2 separate regions of the Danio rerio genome follow, and region 1 is linked to region 2. The links are chromatin contacts, called in public Micro-C maps. All regions are on one chromosome and are shown on one strand. Each heading gives the region's core, a stretch centred on a gene start, on an enhancer-like site or on the middle of the called end of the contact. The rest is flanking DNA. Distances are from core to core; before and after follow the strand shown.

Evidence for each region. Hi-C and Micro-C count contacts between places; a contact is called where the count stands out from the background.
Region 1: a Micro-C map of caudal fin shows a contact between it and region 2, with 9 times the contacts expected there. The contact joins the promoter of ccno here to the promoter of inpp5jb in region 2. A contact is called at or near these places in 2 of 18 Hi-C or Micro-C datasets (caudal fin and an unstated tissue).

What each region holds. Positions count from the first base shown.
Region 1 is chr5:75,443,910-75,447,048 of GRCz12tu, reverse strand. It overlaps ccno (cyclin O), which reads left to right and starts at 1,679. Exons shown (of 3, transcript NM_001386810.1): 1 at 1,679-1,972. The coding sequence starts at 1,784.
Region 2 is chr5:75,304,005-75,307,193 of GRCz12tu, reverse strand. It overlaps inpp5jb (inositol polyphosphate-5-phosphatase Jb), which reads left to right and starts at 1,589. Exons shown (of 14, transcript XM_073951682.1): 1 at 1,589-1,992. selenom (selenoprotein M) reads right to left here. Exons shown (of 5, transcript NM_178286.4): 5 at 294-826. The coding sequence ends at 620.

The DNA of each region.
Region 1 (3,139 bases), core at 430-2,929, 140 kb before region 2:
TAAAGCAGCACATTAGAGTCTCAGTGTTTTTAGTGCGATCATTTCCAAGTTTCAATAGTGAGTGGTTTATGTTTGTGCCTCATATATCAGTCTTCCTTAAATATGCTGCTTGAAAGAATTGCAGCTTTAATAACAACTTGCCATAATATACAATGCACTGCTTTTTCTGCCCACTCCCACCACTATATTAATATATGAACGGAGCTGGTGGGAGTGAACTGTTGTGTCTGAATGAGCTCCTGACGGGAAGAAGGAAGGGGAGGGGGGGGTCTGCTTTGTTCTGCTTTTCTTTTTGGATATAACTTCCTCTTGCTTTATTTTTATTTTGTCACTTTTCTCTTACTCTGTCATTCATTTTGAACGTATTATTTTTCGCTTCATTATTTTTGTTTGTGTTTTATAGAAGAGCTTTAGGTTTTTAATTCACATTATCTAAACAAGATCTGAACAATTGTAATAATCTAGTGCTGGTGTATCTTATTTCATATATATATATATACACACACACATTCATGTATGTGGGCGGAGTAATACACAGAGGTGATGAGACCTTTGTTTGATGTTACTGGCAAAATATCGCACCGGCTATCAGCCAATTAGATTAAAGAACCAGACAGAACTGTTGTGTGTATACACACACACACACTCATCGGCCACTTTATTAGGTACACCTGTCCAACTTCTCTTCAATGCAAATTTTTAATCAGCCAATCACATGGCAGCAACTCAATGCATTTAGGCATTTAGACATGGTCAAGACGATCTGCTGCAGTTCAAACTGAGCATGAGAATGGGGAAGAAAGTGGATTTAGGTGCCAGACGGGCTGGTCTGAGTATTTCAGAAACAACATGAAATCATGGATCCATCCTGCCTTGTATCAGTGGTTCAGGCTGCTGGTGGTGGTGTAATGGTGTGGGGGATATTTCCTGGGCACACTTTGGGCCCATTAGTACCAACTAAGCATCATGTCAACGCCACAGCCTGAGTATTGTTGCTGACCATGTCCATCCCTTCATGACCACAGTGTCCTCATCTTCTGATGGCTACTTCCAGCAGAATAAAGCGCCATGTCATAAAGTGTGAATCATCTCAGACTGGTTTCTTGAACATGACAATGAGTTCACTGTACTCAAATGGCCTCCACAGTCACCAGATCCTCAATCCAATAGAGCTCCTTGGGGATGTGGTGGAACGGGTGATTCACATCATGGATGTGCAGCCGACAAATATGCAGCAACTGCTTGATGCTATCAAGTCAATACGGAGCAAAATCTCTAAGGAATATCTTTTAAGTTCCTTGTTGAATCTCTTGCCACGAAGGATTAAAGCATTGAAGGCAAAAGGTGGTCTAACACGGTACTAGTAGGGTGTACCTAATAAAGTGGCCGGTAAGTGTATATTATATATTAGAACAACCTTTTATTTTATTAATCTTTGCCCAGCTCTAATAAAAATAATGAATCCAAAGCTCTGATCTATTTTATCTTACAGAGTCTCGCCCTAATTATATTAAGGATTTTTATAGTATTGTTTACATATTTTTAATGAAGTGACGCCACGCAAAAGCGCCACCTGCCGCCCCCGCGAGACTGTTGTCATGGTTCCCAGTGTCGCGGGCAGAATGGCGCCCTTCAATGAGCGCTAAAACACCCGGGAAGAAGCCGTTTACAAGCCATAATTCAGCAGACAACACTGCAGTCCCAAAACACAGCCCGACATGACGCTGATAATGTGCGCAAACCCTCCAGTTTAACAACAGAGAGCTTCCAGAACGGCACAGAAATGTCTTCTCCTTCACCTTCTTCTACGCTGAGTGACTCTGGCTTTGAAGACGAGCTCCTCTGTTCTCCAGTCAGGTGTGCATCAGACTCACAGGTGTGTGATTATGAAGACTCGGAGACCTGCTTCATCATCCAGAGACTCAATCAACAGCAGTTTCTGGCGCTCAACTGCCTCTCAAGACAACCGCAGGTCAGATAAACATAAGTTTTGACCGACTCAATCCTTATTTTCTTATTTTAAATCTTTTTAATTCTCAGTGTAAACATCCATTTCTGATTTAGGATGAGGACTAGCATTACAGAGGATAATAATGACAAGTGCTTACGCTTATTTTAGTGGAAAAAACAGTGTTTTCACTGTTTCTATTCCCAAATTCTTAAATAAATAATAAATATTTCTGAGTATAAGCACTCTTTATACTGCTTTAGGATATATGGAGGATGATAATGATTAGCTCTTATGCTTTCTTGAGTGGATAAACAGTATTTTTGACCGTTTTGATTCTTATATTCTTAATTTAACTTAGCTTAAACACTCTTTATTCTGCTTTAGGTTGAGGACTTGCATTACAGAGGATAATAATGATTAGCTCTTATGCTTTTTTAGTGGAAAAACAGTATTTTTGACCATTTCTATCCTTAAATTCCTAATTAAATTTCTTTATATCAGTATTAACATTCTTTATTCTGCTTTAGGATATACAGAGGACAATAATAATTAGCTCTTACACTTTCTTTAGTGGAAAAACAGTATTTTTGACCATTTCTATCCTTAAATTTTTAATTAAATGTCTTTGTCTCAGTATTAACACTATTTAAACTGCTTTAGGATATATGGAGGATGATAATGATTAGCTCTTATGCTTTCTTGAGTGGATAAACAGTATTTCTGACCGTTTTGATTCTTATATTCTTAATTTAACTTAGCTTAAACACTCTTTATTCTGCTTTAGGTTGAGGACTAGCATTACAGAGGATAGTAATGATTAGCTCTTACGGTTTCTTTAGTGGAAAAACAGTGTTTGTAGCCATTTCTATTCTCAAATGTCTTTCCTTAGTTATCTGTATTCAAATAAAATACATTCAATTGACAGCAATGTAATTTAATTAAATTATTTAAAGAGATAGTTCGTCTAAAATAAAAATTACTGCCTTTTTTATTTCGTCATTTGAGTTTTTCCTTCTGTTAAACACAAAAGATGATATTTTGAATGGGAGTATGGACGTATTATTATTATGTAAGTATTTTTTGAGTTTTTATATCTTTATTAGAAACTCAAACAGGTGTTAAACACGCTTTATTCTCCTTTAGGATGAAGACTAGTAATAGAGAACATGATAAAGACTAGCTCTCATG
Region 2 (3,189 bases), core at 340-2,839:
GTCAGCATAGCGGCAGATTCAAAAACAAGACTGACATCCTATGCTAATGAGGGTGAGTTGGTCACTAGTGGGTGTGGCTTTCCCCCCTCTGATGACATCACAAAGTGAGAATGTCCATCAAAGTATTTTTGCAGACTGTTCACATTAAGTCTGATTATAAAATAACTTTTTACCATTAGAAGCTGCTTATACTCACACCGGCCATGTTTAAACCCCTTATAAAAGGTGATTTTTGCATAATGGGTGCTTCTCATAACTTCAATTGTATAATAACGAACACTCAATGGCTGTGATATTTTTAAAGCATTTATTTTCTAACTCCCACAGTCCGTTTAAGGCTTGATTTCTGCCCGCGAGGACGCGGATCATCAGTCCGCAGCTGCTCTCAGGCTTTTACAGCTGTGGACATCATTAACGTCCCGCTGGGCAGAAAAACACACTTATATACAGCACAGTGAGAGAAAACCACTGCCACAAACATCAGCGTCTCTCTGCACTCAAAACGCCAATCACATCCAATCACAATGCCCCGTGTTGACAGCAGATCGAGCTATTTTTAGGGTCCGACTCGGTTTCTCACGCTCTCTGTAAATCCGGCAGTTCTCAGATGTTGTTGTCTCTACAGGTCAGTGTGTTGGGAATCTGAAGGCTCCGTCGTCTCGGGGGCCGCCGTGCTGGATTGCCGGCCCTCAAAGGGACTGTCTTTTGCTGGAGAGAAGCGAAACTCCTCGGGCACTTGGTCTTCAGGATGATCCTTTTTATAAAAGCCCAGCTCGGCCAACAGTTTGTTAATCTCAGCGCGAGTCATTTCAGATAATGGGATCCTCTGGAAGACAAACACAGCCGCATTTATTAAGGGGGAAAGGAGAGAAGTTTCATTAAAAAAAAAATACATTTAGCAACAACAATCTCACCAATTTATTGTAAATATTATCGTTTTTAACTTTACTATAGTAAAGTGTATTATACTGTATATATTTTAGTACTTAAAACTCTTTGTAAATAATGCCACAGCATACTGAGGTGTAGTGAACTGATTAACTAATAAACACCGTAGTATACTTTAGTTTCCCCTGCTGGTTTTAGAGGGGTTTTGGCCACTTCCAAGCTGGTTTCCAGCCATTTCCAGCCTGGTCTTACCTGGTCAGGCTGGGAGATGACCAGCTAAAACCAGCTTGACCGGCCAAGCCAAGCTGAGAGTCCAGCCAAAACCAGCTATATCCAGCTTAAACCAGACTGGTCAAGCTGGTTTTAGCTGGATTTGGCTGGTCATTTTCCAGCCTGACCAACTAAGACCAGGCTGGAAATGGCTGGAAACCAGCCTGGAAATGGCCAAAACCCCTCTAAAACCAGGCTGGTCAACCAGCTAAAACCAGCCAATCAGCCTAGGCTGGTTTAAGCTGGATTTTTCAGCAGGGTCTACTACAGTAAACCGCTGTTGTGCTGTTGCAAACTAGTTTGAGCCATTTAATTATTACTTTAGTTGTTATACAGCAGAATTACCACAACAGATTCATTCAAGTGCCATTGTAAGGTTAAAACGCTGAAGTATTTACTGTAGTATTTTCTCATGTGAGATGTAACTTTCGCGCCCTCTAGTGGTTGAAAATAACATCGGTTTTGGATGCGCCTCGGCTCTGCAGGGATTGTACACTGCATTTATGTTTCTTCAACCGGTAATTTCCCTGAGGTTTTCACTTTTATATGTTTTATGGACCGCTTTCTTTGTTGGTTGTGACCTGTGACAAGACGCTAGGGAAAATGGCGTCCGGTAGTCAATGTCAGTTTCCCGCGAAATCCGTCCCGACACCATTTAAATCTAAACATTTGCTGTAGTAACGTTTATCAACGTTTATTCGAGCACAGACATCATTTGGATTGCAGTATTCACTCTGCTGCTACTCGGTTATTGATATTATGTTCAAGACCCTTCGGAGACCAAAAGAAAACTTGAGGGTTAAACTGAATGGAAAACGCTTTACAAAAATACAGGTATGTCTGTTGCGCTTTAATTAAAATCAATAAGGCACCTGAAATATTGCACTAACATGATTTTATCGGCAAGCGTGTGAAATCTGGACACATTATTTTATTAATAATCATTCATTCAATCATTTTCTTTTCGACTTTGTCCCTTTATTAATCTGGGGTAACTACAGTGGAATGAACCGCCAACTTATCCAGCATATGTTTTACACAGTAAATGCCCTGGGAAACAATCATACACTCATTCACACACATACACAAGGGCCATTTTAGCTTTCTCATTTCACCTATACCGCATGTCTTTGTGGGGGAAACTGGAGCACCCAGAGGAAACCCACGCCAACATGAAGAGAACATGCAAACTCCACACAGAAATGCCAATTGACCCAGCCAAGGCTTGAAACAGCAGCAACCTTCTTATTAATAATAATAATAATAATTTGTTGTAGTAGAAATAGTAAGGATTTGAAAGAACTTTATATAAAATTTCTAATATAAATTATATAAAAATCTGAAAACCAAATACTCAATGGCTTTAAAATGTAATGCATGTTATTTTCTGTTATATTCTACTCTGCGAACACCACACGTGCAAAAAGAAAAAAACTATAAATGTTGTGTGTAGTATACAAAAGTAAAAAAGTAAGTGTTTTGAACCATATTAGTGTATACTTGAGCTGCACGATATTGGAAAAATATAGCATAATTTTTTTTATTCTGCGTTTTTTATACATTGCGATATACATTCACTAGAGGAGATGAATAACTATTTGGAAGCATTGGGAATCAAGAATTGATTGGGATGATTCTGTACGGGAGTACATATGCATAAAATACAAGAAACAATCTTGAAGCGTAGATAAATTCAATTAAGAAAAAGATGATTAAATTAACAGCGTTTGTTTTACGATGAGTTAAACTATTTATGTATAATGAAAATGAATAAAAGTAAAATGATACTGTCTTTGTTTTATAAACGATTCAATCGGTATTAATTTGTCGAAGAAAAACACTTGCGAAATTATAAATTATAATCCCGACTCAACAATGCGTTTGCTAGCGATGTGACTACGGCGAATGATCACATTGCGATATCAATGCTGAAACGATATATTGTGCAGCCCTAGTGTATTGAAACACCTCCCGGGAAGAATGCTCGGGCATTCTGTTGCAATGGGGAACCATCAAATTCTCTAAAACTAC